2 separate regions of the Mus musculus genome follow, and region 1 is linked to region 2. The links are chromatin contacts, called in public HiChIP or PLAC-seq maps. All regions are on one chromosome and are shown on one strand. The core of a region is the stretch at or near the end of the contact, and the rest is flanking DNA. Distances in the headings are between cores, read along the strand shown.

Region 1 (7,567 bases), core at 4,346-6,845, 1.0 Mb after region 2:
ACTTGAGTGGCCCCTGACTTCTCAGGTAGCATATCCAAATCTCTCTTGTCAGTTAACTGGAACAATGGTCACCACCTTTACCAACCTTAGCAGAATTTTTTTTCCTGTCCTTTCTTCTCTTGCATAATCATCTGTGACCTCGAGAATCTGTATAAGGCAGATTTTACATACTTAGACATTGCATGTTGAAACGACACACCATACCTGGTACACACAACTGTGAGGAAATACTTTGGCCATGAAGCCATATTTCTCCCCACTCCCAGGGCACTTTCTCTAATGGCTGGCCCTCTGATCTGTATACCATATGGGACACAAATGTAAGCCCTTACATTAGCCTGTTTTCTGTCGTAAGATAATATAGTTGATAAGTTAACAGGAAGTGAGGTGGACTTTGATGTGAGTTTTGGTTTTGAGCAAGGAACACTGTTTAAGAATGGCCTACTTGTAGGTTGAGTCCCAAGGTGGCCGGAGACAAGAATGAGCATCTATATGAATGTTAGTAGAGTCTCACTGCTCTTAAAATCCACCGGGACTTAGTCATGGGCGCTGCACTCTAATGACCTTATCCACTCCTAATCACTTCCACACTCAAACCATCTCCAAATAGGACCATTCCTGCTTTGTGGGGAAGGATATGAGAGTTCAGGCTTGGGGCTTACGTGGGTTGCCTAGAGCCCTCTAAGGAACAAGGGGCAGAGATAAGCTTGTATTCAAATATTCAAATTGTATGATTCTCAGTCCAGGACAGGCCCCTCCTTCCTGAAGCTTTTAACTTGGAGGCAGGGACTTGATTTTTTTTTCTTCTTTTTTTAATGATTACATTTGAAAATTTAATTTTATAACTTATTGGGATCAGCTTATGACTGATTGTAATGGAGAAGATACTCTAAAAAATAGTATTGAAATAAATAAAGTAAGTACTGCAGATAACATTCATAATATAAAAGAATAGTCTTGGGCACAGACATAGGGGGAGGGGGCCTTAGCCTAGGCCTTACCACCAGTTGTTCTTTCTCTAAGAAGCTTAGCGATACAGTGTCTGAATTCTGCTGCACAGGATCCTGAGGTTAAAGGAAGTGTTCAATGCCATCTGCTGAGAGGAGCCAGAATTCCCCCTACAGGTTCTCTAAGGTGGCTTTGTGCTGCTCTGAACACTGTGAACTCCCCTCCCACTATCACAGTCACTGCTTTTTAGCCTTTGGCTAAGATCAAGTAGAATGTTTCTTCTTGTGGCTTTTAATAATTGATGTGTTCTCCATCCAAGGACAACGTATTTAGACTGTGTGTGCATTACAAAGAACTGAGCTCCACTTAATGGAGAATTTTAAAATAAGAGGTGTGCTTGAATTCTCTTGGATCCCATTCTTCTTTTGACATTGTTTCCTCCAACGTGCCACAGTGGATCATGCTTTGATAAACAGGATGAAGGGCCCCAGGTCTGAGGCTGCATTCCAGAAGTATTTCTTCCACAGAGCTGGGGAGCATTTTCCTCTGCACAGAGTATTGGTAACACGTATGTGTTTTCCCCCAACCCCACCCCATACTCATTCGGGGTTAGCTTTGAAGAATTGTGATGGCATCCAATGAAAATAAAGTGAACAGAAGAAATGGCAGATTATACCTGTCCAGGGTTAACGTGAAGGATAGTCTTTCGTGATATAAGATGGATTTCCTTATCAGCTACCATGAATTTTATATTAGGCTCAGTTAAAAGACAAACAGAAAGACAGAGGACAGGAGAAGGCAGAGGGCAAAAGGTTAAAAAAAAAAAAAAGATAAGGACAAAGAGAGGAAGAGGAAAGAGAAAAAGCAACGTCAATGGCTCCGTAGGTCCTGAGGTGAGTGAGCTGCTTGCAGCTCAACAGCTTTGGTCAGCATCCTGTTATTGTCTTTGGGCATCAGAATACACTTCACCACCCTTTGAAATTTCCATACACACTACAATGATTTTGCTGTAATCTTTCTTTCCTGGGAAACGGCTTATTCGTTTTTTTTTTTTTTTTTTTTTTCTTTTTTTTCTTTTCAACCCTTGAGGTCATTTTCTTGTTTCAGGTTTTATTTTTACAAAGTCCTGAAGACTTTGCAATGGGTAAAATTGTGAATTTAGTCTTCAGCATCTCCATGACAAATTTAACTCTGGGCCAATCACTAAGAGGGGGTGGGGGTGGGGGTGGGGGTGGGGGAAGTGGCTTCTTCCTCCCCAGGCTAAAATGTGACATTTCTAAATATGCCCATCATTACTTCGTTTTTTGAGTATTTGAAAATGCATGATTATAAGTCTTAGTTCTCAGGGCTTTATGTCAAACCTACTTACTGTCCCTTGTAGCTGCCGTGTCTTTGTTTTTGACGAGCATTGAGATACTCTGTGCTCTTCAGTTCTTTTTAAACTGCCTGGGGCTTCAAGCGCCTCTGTCACTGGTGTGGAGTAGAGCCCACAGGAACGATGTCACTTCCTCTCCCTTCCCCCTCCCTACTCCCACCAAAGAGCACTTCCTGCCGCTTCATTTCAACTGGCTGTGCTGCGGGATGCCATGTTAGCTCAGGGCACTCAATTTTTTTTTTTTTTTTTTTTTTTTTAATGAGAGCGGCAGTTCTGGATACACAGAGCTCAGAGCGCCGGAACTGATTCTTTGTGAAGCCGAACCCGGATCTAACTCTATTCCTAGAAGAGCACCAGTTCCCTCCTTACAGAGGAGGCCACTAAATAGAAAACTTCCACAGACACAAGGCTAATGGAATTAAGTTAAGGACTCATTTTCGTCTTAGAAAAATAACACATATAGAGGGGCATGATTTTTCGCTCACATTGAAAATGAGTTTTCACTTGTATAAAAGCGAAAATATAATGACTCATTAAGTACACTGTATGGCTGCAGGGAAACCAATAAAAGTGCAATAATTCCAAGTCATATTAATTATCATCCAGAAGAAGCCAGAACACCTTGAGTCTTAGCACAACAAGAAACACAGACTGTACACAGCATATCACGCATACGGTAGAGTACAGAGTTCACGCTGACTCCGTGATTCAAGAGCTTCTTCCTCGGAACACAGAATGGCCCAACGTGTACACCTGCCCAGGCAGCTTGATCTACTGGGCTGTGGCTCAGGCGGACACCAGGCTTCACGAGGCTGCTCGCTTGCCTCTCAGTGCTGGCCGCCGTTGGTTCTTCCTTCTGAGCACAGGATTTCTGCTCATTTTTATTCTGGAAACAATTGTCACTGTGTGAGACAATTTGTCATTCCCAACCCTGGGACAGTCTTCCTTGAATGAGGATTCTCAGTTTGCTATTCTTTCTCCCACCAACACCTCTGTTCCCATCGAGAAAACTGTTATCTGTTCAGGCAAATCCTGATTTCGGAGCACACTGACTCTCTGCCAATAGGATTTTTGGTTAGAAGTTATATACACACATATATATGTATGTGTATGTGTATGTGTATGTGTATGTGTATGTATATGTATATGATATAATACACATATATTAGTATATGTATATTGCATATATATACACATATTTATGTTGTATTTTAGATTTCATCTTTTTTAATTTTCTCTTTATAAAACTCACCTTATTACCTGTAATAAATTTCTAATAAATAAACTTTCTAACCCCTCCTCCCCTTTACCTTGCCTTTATCTCTAGCCCTAAGCACCAAAGGGTACAACCTCTACTCTCCAGTTGCTTTCCCCCACACCACTGGAGCAGTTCCCATCGCCGTCCATCTAACTTTTTCCGGGACCTCCTAAAGATAGCTCAACGTTCCCAGTTCAGGTTTGAGGGCCTTATGCTCTCCCACCAGACCCAAGCCAGACTCCCCAAGGCTTAGGAGGCCATGGCGCTACTCAGACACTACCATCCCCCACCTCTTCCTTCCCAGCACACCTTGCTTCCATTCCGCCTCTGCGCCAGTACGCATGAGCATTTCTCTTTCTCGTCGTGTCTGTGCCAGATTCTGTCCAGTGTCACTACACTTGGTGCTCTGTGCTCTCCCCATGTCCTCCTGTGGGGTCATGCGTTCAAATCTCAGCTGCTCCTGTGTCCTGTGCAGGGTGACCTTTTCCTTCAGACAGCTAAGACTTGGTTACTGGGCTAAGCACCATGTGCCTGGCTCATTTCTCCACACAAGGAGTAGTTTCCAGAACAAAACACTAAACCTTAGAATGGCCAGTCACCAGACCTTTTCAAAAACTATCCTCTAAATATTCCGAGTCTTTTTTTTTTATTTTTACATTAATATGCATTTTAAAAAATTGTTTTAAAACCCTCAAATTATTTTTAAAGGTCTTCCATTTGCTCTTTTTTCTATTGTTGTACGTGTTGGTTTTTCTACATAGCTAGTTGCTATAGGTGAGTGTTAGACTGTGCATACTAGTGTTACATATTTAACTCAGCCTATATTTCTTCCAGCGGTTATGATTTGTATCATCTCCTAATTCAGTCTGTTAGTATCATTCCAAACTCTGGGCTTGACATGATGCATTTGGAAGATGAATCTTAATGTTCTTAACCATCAAATGAAAGTTACCTGCCTATACACACAGCTCTTCTATTTCAATTAGTGTAGCTTCTGTAGTCCTTTAATGACATCTGCATAAAGAAGGGGTGTGCATATAAGGCAGGAGTCAAATACAAATTTTAACTGCTAACTGGTATACTTCTTTATTATCACTTCAAACTTATCATTAAAAAATAGAGTATATAAAAGATTAATTGTAGACTTTAAAGTACAGTTAAGTATAATCTGGTTCAGTGACCTGGTTAAATCCTTGATCCAGGCACTTGTCCATTTCCATAGGAGCACTTTGTCATTTCATTCTGGATATTCTAAAAATAATATAAGCATTAAGCTCAAAGAGGTAACTCACAAACTTTGCCTCATGATAAGGATGGCAAGAGAGTTAACCAAAGGGGTAGAGACTATAGTCCTAAGTAAAGGAGGTAAATAATCCCAGAGCAAGTAACATTAAAACACTGTCTTAAGAATGAACAAAAATTCAACAAAGAAAGAAATGAGTGACTGGGTAGAAGAGGTGACAGCCTTCAAGGTGCGGGGCTTGTTGGGAATGGAGATTTCGACAGCTGTAGAACTCAAGGGCGCGCTATTTGGTCTGTGAGCCTACAGTGAAATTCTGCAGATGTGAGTCTAGTAATGATAGGTGTAGGAGCATAAGAAAATACATGTATATTATCTACCATGAAAAAAAAAATCAAGTCTGTTCAAGTAGGGGATGGTATGTTTTAGAAAGACAGGTTTGTTAAGATCACGGAAGACAGATGTTTGAGCCAGGGGAACGAGGGAACATCTTTCTGTGTATGATAAAAGATTTTATTATTAAAGTACATAACTTGTGAAAAGATATATATAAGACCTGGTCAGTTCATTGTAACTTGTCTTATTTTTTTAAATAAGTAAATTTGATTATATCTTTGATTCTATAGATAAGTAGGAAAAAATGTTGGACAAGGAGAGCAATACCTCTTTACTTGGGTTTTGTTTGCCTGTTGGAAGGTTGTGATCCAAAGCTAACTCACTCTCTCACCAAGCCTGTGTTTCTCTGGACTCAGTTTCAAGGGAATACCTCAGGCTTTGGTCCACTCACAGGCCACTTGTGAGTCACAGTCTGAACATGAGGAAATGCTCATTTACTTTTGCGTAGTCATGGCCATGAGACCTTTTTTGTCATTGTTGAAAGTACTGTTCTCTGAGGAGGTTATTTTCTGCCACAGGCAGGGAGCTGAATGTCACAACCCAATTCCAAGCGCTCCCTCGCCGTCCTGATAGCCTGGGGAAGCTGAGGTCTCACATCAGCCTGGAGCACACAGGCTTCATGTGATGGAGATCGGCTCCGTTAATTAGCTGTTTCGGGATTCTTAATGCCCGTGGCTTTGGAAACACTTGTTAACCCAGAGAGGGAGGAGACAAGCTGGAAGCAGCTGGATTCCAGCCTGAATGTATTATAGCTCATTTCAATAACACCTGATCTTTCCAAATCCATGTTCGGGATCTGTTGGAAATTATAGTTGACTTAAGTTGTTCTCAGTGATGCATCCAGGAGATTGCAATTCAAGGCTTCTTGAAGCCACAGAAACAAGAGAGCAGCAGAAAAGAACTGATTAGTGGAACTTTCTGAACATACATGTGCCATTTTCCAGTGGCTGGAAAACAGATATTAAGGGAGAGGGAGAGAGAAGCCACAGGTTATGCAGGGTACCCAGGAGTTTGTGTTTCTGTCTTAACCAAACCGAGAGCCACTTCTCTACCACTGCACACTGCAATCACTGCTCAAAGCTGGCATTCAACAGACTCATAATTCCTCTGAGTACAATTCTCTTGGCATAACCTGACCAACCACATAAAACCTAATGAAGAAAACAACCGTTGTCATGGGCAACCAATGCAGGAATTGCATCACAAGCAAACCACATACTTTCTGTCCTACCGAAGGCTGGAGTCCTGCACAAAGCAAGGCAGTGTCCTTTGTGAATGGGATTAAACCATTTTAAGTACATGTGTAAAGTTACAGTGAAGCCCCTGATTTTGTATCTGGGATCGAAATATAATTACTATATCCCCAAGCCCCCACATCTAAAAGAGCTATATAAAAATACCTACATCAAATTTAAGAAAAGAAGCAAAGTAGAATTATGCTTCCATTTTTCCCATAGAACCCACTGCAAACTAATCTGTTTCAAGATAACACTTAAAACAGCCACCCCTCTGTTGCCTGGATATAAATAATGATTCTACTCTCTCATATTCATCTTCTGGACTAACCCCGAGAAGTCAAGGTGGGTCTCAGTGGCTCACCACTCCTGACTGCTGTGTGGTGGGTCACTTTCTGAGATGCCAGTGGCCCTGTGTTGTTTTGACATTTGCATACAATAGATTCCTGGAAGCCACTAAGTGTTCGGTGAGTATTTGTTGACTGAATAACTGAATGGGTGATGGGAAGGCCCGCTTTAAAGTTAGTCTAGTAAAAATTTTACCATAAAGAATTATCTGAGGCCTGGAGAGATGGTTCAGCGGTTAAGAGACTGACTACTCTTCCAAAGGTCCTGAGTTCAAATCCCCGCAACCACATGGTGGCTCACAAACATCCGTAATGAGATCTGATGCCCTCTTCTGGTGTGTCTGAAGACAATTACAGTGCACTTAGATATAATAATAAAATCTTTAAAATAAAAAGGGAGTGGGGTGGGGATTTAGCCCAGTGGTAGAGTGCCTGCCTTGCAAGCTCAAGGCCCTGTGTTTGGTCCTCAGCTCTGGAAAAAAAAAAAGAAAAGAAAAGAAAAGAAAAGAAAAGAAAAGAAAAGAAAAGAAAGCAGTTCTTAGTTCTTAGTACTTAGGTCAGCCTGGTCAACATAGAAAGTCCGCGGCCATCCAGGGTTACACACATCAGGACTCTGTCTAAAGAATTATCTGGTAGTCACAAACAAAAGCTGAATTTCCTTGAACTTGATAACAGCCATTCCCTGCCATACTTTCATTCATTTCCTTTTATCCTTACTAAAGAAGAAAATATGGCTGTAGGAAATGAATAATTTGTAGCCCACTCAGA
Region 2 (6,666 bases), core at 4,109-6,608:
TGTAAAGTATTGTGTAACGTGTTCCCAAACCCACCTGGCTCGGCTGAAGCGTCTGCTCCTAGAGGATCCATTAGAAGCACTCAGCTGTGTGTGTCAATAAGGCTGCCTTGTCAGCCCAAGACTATTGTTTCAGAGCCTTCCCATAAGCCCGAGTCCATCTTTTCCAGCATAGTTTGTCTTAGTTGGCATTTCTATTGCTGCCAGAAAACATCATGACCCAAAAGCAAGTTCAGGAGAAAAGGGTTGATTTTGTTTATACTTCCATATAGCTGTTCGTCAAAGGAAGTCTGGACAGGAGCTCAAGCAGGGCAGGAACCAGGAGGCAGGGGTTGATGCAGAGGTCATGGAGAGGTGCTGTTTACTGGCTTGCTCAGTCTGCTTTCTTATAGAACCCAGAACCATCAGTACAGGGATGGCACCAACCATTTTGGGCTGGATCCTCCCACATCAACCAACCACTAAGACAATGCAACAGCTTGGTCTTATGAAGTCATTTTCCCAACTGAGGCTCCTTCTTTCAGAGAACTCTAGCTTGTGTCAGGTTGACATAAGACTAGCCAGTACACAGATAATAGGTAAAACTTTCCGCTTCTTACTGCCATCTCAAAAATAATTTTGTAAAAAGCTGGGCTCCTATTTTCATGAATACATTTCATAGTTAGTAAATAAAAATCCAGGCATATGATATAGTGTTTTTTTTTGCAGTTCTCATGAAAACAAACAAGCAAACAACCCAGACTCCCATGTAATCAGTAAAATCAGATTGTTTTCTGATTATAATGTATTGATCTTAGAAATATGTTAGGATATCTAACAAAAAGTAAGTGAATAAACCATAAAAAATTTGTAACTTGGAGAATATGAAACATGCTACCCATAACCCTTCCAACTAGACAGGATAATTTCTGATGTTTTGGAAAATTGCCCTCCAGCCTTATATAGCCATTTTAAAAAGATGTCGAGTTTTTTCTTTCGTTTTGACTTGAGACAGGATTTCACTATTAGCTCAGGCTGGCCCAGAACTCCCTATGCATCCCAAGATGGCCTCAAACACATGGATCCACCAACATTATTGAGGTTACAAGTGTATGCCGCCACTAAGCCTGACAAAGTATTCCTTGGGGGAAAAATAATTTAGATGAATATCAAGAACCATACTTTTAAAAGCTAAAGCAAAGGCATTTCCACATGGAAGTTTTATTTGTTCCTCAAACAACAACATACAAACATACAAACAAACAAACAAAACAAAACCTCACATTATGGAAGTCTCCCAACATGGAAAAAAATAGAATAATACAATGGACTAGGTGTACCCTCACTAGACTCAAGGCTAATCTTGTTTTACCTTGTTTGGTTTATCTCTGAAATATCAGGGCTTTAAAAAAACAAATGTAACACACTGTCACACCGAAGAAGTTTAAAATAATTACTCAGTGTCATGAAACATGTAAGCAACATGAAACATCTGCAAATAAACCAAAAAAGGGCAAACACAAAAAGGGCTATGCAGTAGGCTTAACGGATGACATAAATAGACACAAGATTAATTTTGTTTATCTCCCAAGGTGCATTATTAGACAGTCTGAAGGAGGAGTGGAGTTGGGAGGAAGAGGTGAGGGAGGGGAGGGGGTTTTAGGGAACCTGGGTTTTAAGCAAGTTGCATAGGTGACTTAGGCAACCAGAACTGGACACAGGAAAACCACAGCAAAGGAATCTCTAGCCGAGACCCGAGACACCCCAGTTCTCTTCCACTGCAGAATACCCAAGCAACAGGCGCACGTCCAGAATTTAGACTTTTAACTAAGGTGGCCTCTTCTGAGCACTGTTTCCATGATGGCCTTTTCAAAGGAATAGAAATGATTGAACTATTTCAGACATCATACAGTGGTGGGTAAACTATAATAGATGGGATTCTTCCCTTGTTCTTTACCAATAATTCATCTAGAAAGAAAATGCAGGCTGTTTGAGTACCCCCTATAAATTGTCTAAAAAAGACCATTTTCTATTTCCCTAAGAGCACATTTATAACTATTGCCATGATCACTTTTCTGGGGCAGCCCCTTGTTGCAATTTTAATTTCAGTTTCTGGAGGGACCCATAATGCCTCAGAGGAAATGTGCACCTTTCTTTGATTCCGGAAAGTGGCTGCATTCCGGAGGAATGCATTTAGATGACTGAGTTGCCCGTTGGCTGACATATTTGATATCTGGGTGGAAGAAGTGGAAACTCGTCTCATCTTCAAAGGGGTCACTGGGTCTGGGAACTGGCCAGGCTTCTGCCATCTGCTGTTTTGCACATTTGCAAAGAAGTCACCTCCATGGGAAAATGAAGCAAAGATCTCTGGTTTTGGACGTCTTTCTTGAGGTCGGCTTCTGCTCCCTCTCCCTCTATATCCTATCTGTTGTTCCCTGCTTCATTCCTTTCGGTGGTGGATGGCTTTCCAGTCCCATGCCTCCTGCTGCTCTGCAGCCTTCCCAGTCCTTCTGGGTGCTGTGCTGTGGGTAGTCTAGGCTTTCCTTGTCTAACTTTACTGATGACCTCTGTCACTGTCACCACCCACTTTCTTTCCCATGTTGGCACTTAGCTGGGACCATTCCAGGAGCATGTAATTAGCTCTAACATCTCATCTCTAAGCCGCAGCATCTGTCCTTCCATCTCTTAAGGCTCTTCCTCAATACCGTCCTAGAGTGACCTTTGTTTTCCATTGGTCTCCTCTTCGTCTCTGTCTTGTTTCCATATGTACTTGGCAAAGTGTCTCTAAGTTAATTACTACGGTTGTCCCTGAATGTAATCTAAGTATCTCAACAGTTGTTTTTGAAAATTGGATAAAACAGAGAGTCGACTGATGGACTTCAATCTTGCTTACACGCTGGCCAACATTACTAAATCCTTTCCCTTAGTTACTCTATATCTTGGCCCCATAACACAACCATTGTGAATTAAAAAAACCCCATTGCCCTGATTCTCAGCTACTTGGGTGGATGAAGCAAGCATTCCTACTTCATCCTGGGATGAGTGGGTGTCAGCCTACATTGTCTCAAACAAACAAACAAACACCATTCAACTGAACAGAGATGCTCACGGCCAAGGGCAATTAAATCTGAAATTTTAGAGTATGACGGAAGTATCAGTATTACATCATATTCTCCAGATGATTCTGCATGCAAGCATGAAGGAGTCTTACTTCCCATTGCTCCTAACAATGATACAGTTCTTTCACTAATTCTAAAATCATCCTATGGGAATGAAAGATAGGTATCATATGTTTTCTCTAGTGTGTGGGACCTAGATTTAAATACACACACATGGATATACACATAAGTATAAGTATATTTATATAACAAATATAAATAAAAGCCCCCTGCCAGCTAAGCATCATGGTATAGAGCTCGTTGTAATCTCCGCCCTGGAGGAGGCTGAGGTAAGAGGATTTTGAGTTCAAATTCACTCAGAGCTACGTAGTGAGACCCTTCACCAAAGCAGGGCCAGAAGGGACCCTCCTACTTAACTACATTTTATAACCTTCAGCATTTGATGTCATTACCTACTTTGATAGAAAACAACAACAACAACAAGAAGATTTTGTTGGTGAAATCCTTTTAATGCTTTTTGCTTTCATTTCACTGAGGTCGTGCCAAGTGTTGGGCATAGAGTGCACAGATAAGTAAGCCCATGCCCGCTCCAGATGCATATGTGCAGGTCACTTAGGCAACCCAGCTTGTGATCATTGCTATGAGTGCTTGGCAAAGGGGCCCTGTCTCATACTGGGGCCCTAGGAAGCATTCCTGCTGTCTATGAAATCATTTCCATCACACCCTTCTTCACATTACCCTTCCTCAGAGGAGAAGAAGCTCATGGTTGCCCTGGTGGAAAAGTATTCCTGGGAAGCTAAGGCAAGGTGACAACCGCAAGTTCAGAGCTAGCCTCTGCTAATAGCAGAATTGGCAGCCCACCTGTAGTATACAAAAAAACAACCAACCAACCAACCAACCAACCAACCAACCAAAAAAACCAACTCAAAAGTCCAAGACACCAATACCAAAAGAATGATAAAAAGCTTGATTTTGCCCATTTTCCCTCTTCTCTCGCTTTCATGACTAGTAGCTGTTGAAGTTGGCTGATTCAGGGTTGTCTGTCATTCATCTTTCCTATCTTAACATTTGGCTTCTGCCTTGAGAGTCAGCCTTCTTTCCCTATCCTAAGCCATAGGGGTTTCAGTAGGGGCCATTTTGACCTGTCTAACACACTGACTGACTTCACTGCTTTATTCTCCCTTCTGGTTTTGTGATTCTATACATACTCTGCGTCTTTTCCACATTTCCTTTTCCTCTCCATCTCTGAGAGTCTTTCCCCCAGCACACTCCTTAAATAGTGATATTCTCCATGGCTCTATCCTTAGATAACCATCTTTCTCACACATCTGTTACTGGAGTTTTATCCCCAACTAGATCAGGAAGTCTTTTAAATCCACAGAACTTTCTTCTTGGACCTTCCTCCTGAACACCTGCTGAGCATCTCCACCTGAACGATGAGTAAGGTTGTCACACCATGGTTTCCCAATGTTCTGCTCTCTTAAAAACCTGTTTCTCTGTTGCTGTTGCTTATCTTACCTGGTAGCCCCAACCTTGGAAGCTTTCGTCATTCTCTACTGTGACTGAGTTACCAAACCCATCTATGTTGCTTCATGGATAGTTCTTGACTGTGCCCACTACGGTGACATATGCATTGCCAAGCTGTGCCCTTGTTGAGAGCTTTTACTCATTTCTCAGAGGTGAGTGCTGTTAGACTACACTTGCTCTTCTCTGCCATTGGGGCCACCACCCCCTTCTAGTCATCTCTCTCTTGGGCTACAGCTGAGACCTGTAGAGTCTGTGTTGCGGGAGTTGTTCTGTAGTAAGTGGGTTGTGAGTGTGGTGGAAGGTGGCGACGCGTGTGGGGTCTCAGTCACTTACTGAGCTTTTCAAAGAGGGGGAAAGTCCTTTGGGAAGGTCCCCATTGCTACAGCATCGTGTCACACTGTTAGTCTCCTCTCCATCCTCAGGAGGCTTATTCATTCTACTGCCAGAAAGTACCCAATCCCTACCATCCCTTAAGAAATAGTTCAGATCTCAGATCTGCCCACAAAGCTTTTTAAAAAACACTCACATCTTTAATAGTCTATTCACTGATACTTTCTGGATGACTGTATTGTCCCATGCTGGAAACAGGGTTCAAGAGAGGAGTAACATGAACACATACTGGAGGGCAGTGAATGAATACTTTTCAAACTACTTGAACTGCTCAAACCGTGGCGGTGGGCCATTGGGGATTTTATCTGTTTGTGTTTTCCTAGCCTGGATCAATAAATGGTCCTATTACTCAGAGTGACTAAGGGAGTTGCACCAGAGGTGACTCACCTCACCAACTCAGCAACACCTCAGCTAGTCTGAACCGACTTCAGCAAGTGTTTCATTCTTTCCTGTCACAGGGGTGTCAGATTTCTGGGAGCATCTCTAAATGGTTACCTTTGATTTCTGGACCTGGTTTCTGCCACAGTAGTAGCAGACAGTTTGCACATTCTCATCACCTCTGCTGTAAGCCACGATAGAAGAAGGGTCTGCACCAGGCACACTAATGGTGTTCCTGAATAGTTCAGCTAAAAGGGAAACCCAAAGCCTGCTACAACCTTAACTAGCCATGTGGTTAAAGCTTTATAGTTATGGGGGGGGGGGGGGGATTGAAGCATATCTTTATGGTGGGTCCTTTTGTGACTGATCCAGAACAAAAGAAGCATCATGGGGTGTGCTAGAAGGCAAGAGAGAAGGCTAGAGACAGTGGGCTGAGCTCCTTTGTTCAATCAACACCTTCACAATGGCTTGTGTTGTAGATTCTCTCTAGGCATTGAGATTTGAAGCAAGCACGGGTTTTGTAAGGCTTTCTCTTTCTCTCTCTCTTTTCTTTTCTTTTCTTTTCTTTTCTTTTCTTTTCTTTTCTTTTCTTTTCTTTCACTATAGGCTGTCTTAAATGAAACACTGGGCACAAAATAGTCCACTTAATCCTTATTAGATGACTCTGGTGGCACTGAAGAAAATGGAAAGCCGCCAAGTCAGGAAGTCTGGTTAATAAGTTACAGAAGCAATCCAGGTGAGAGATTAGTGTGGACCAGGCACCGTAAATGGAAGTGGAAGGAAGGAGAAAGGAGCTCACGGGAGAAAATACCACTGAGGCGGAATGAATCACAGAGTCTTTGGGGCTCAATAAAGTTTGGAGATGGCTGGCAATACTGTGATGGGTTATTGATCCAGGCCAATGGGAGAGTTCGTCATAAAAGAGGAAGGGGTTGGAGGTGCGGTCAAGAGTCTGATGCTATGCCCGTCATAATAGAATTCACTGGGCTTATATGCTTGTGAGTTGATGAGACAATCCCACCAAGTTTTTCATCCCAAACACTTGCCATAAGGCCTCGCACTTGGAACAGACTCAACAAATGGTTGCTAGGTTAAAACATTCAGTGTACTCATTTTTATTGCATCACAAAGTCAGTAGATCTAGACAGCGTACATTTATTAACATACCAGAAGTCCTGCTTGGTATGGCTGATTTCTCTGCTATGTTTCACTAGGCCCAAATCAAAGTATTGGCTTATTGGGCTCATTTTATCAATATTGTGCATTTATTTATCTG

The links. HiChIP or PLAC-seq counts read pairs in DNA pulled down with a chosen protein or histone mark.
Region 1: a contact with region 2 is called in a FOXA1 HiChIP or PLAC-seq map of pancreatic cancer cells. The contact joins two enhancer-like sites. A contact is called at or near these places in 4 of 115 datasets of contacts at active chromatin or transcription factors (acute myeloid leukemia, embryonic stem cells, large pre-B cells and 1 more).

The regions. Positions count from the first base shown.
Region 1 is chr13:109,237,001-109,244,567 of GRCm38.p6, forward strand. All of the region lies in intron 3 of Pde4d (phosphodiesterase 4D, cAMP specific), which reads left to right. Among named protein-coding and RNA genes, the nearest start is that of Mir582, 84 kb to the right of the region's middle. Within about 2 kb of position 5,596, at least 92 of the 459 cell types and tissues checked have an H3K27ac peak or open chromatin away from gene starts, as enhancers often do. A contact at or near this core is called in pancreatic cancer cells, where this site is marked.
Region 2 is chr13:108,224,018-108,230,683 of GRCm38.p6, forward strand. The region is part of intron 1 of Elovl7 (ELOVL family member 7, elongation of long chain fatty acids (yeast)); the gene reads left to right. Among named protein-coding and RNA genes, the nearest start is that of Elovl7, 13 kb to the left of the region's middle. Within about 2 kb of position 5,359, at least 52 of the 459 cell types and tissues checked have an H3K27ac peak or open chromatin away from gene starts, as enhancers often do. A contact at or near this core is called in pancreatic cancer cells, where this site is marked.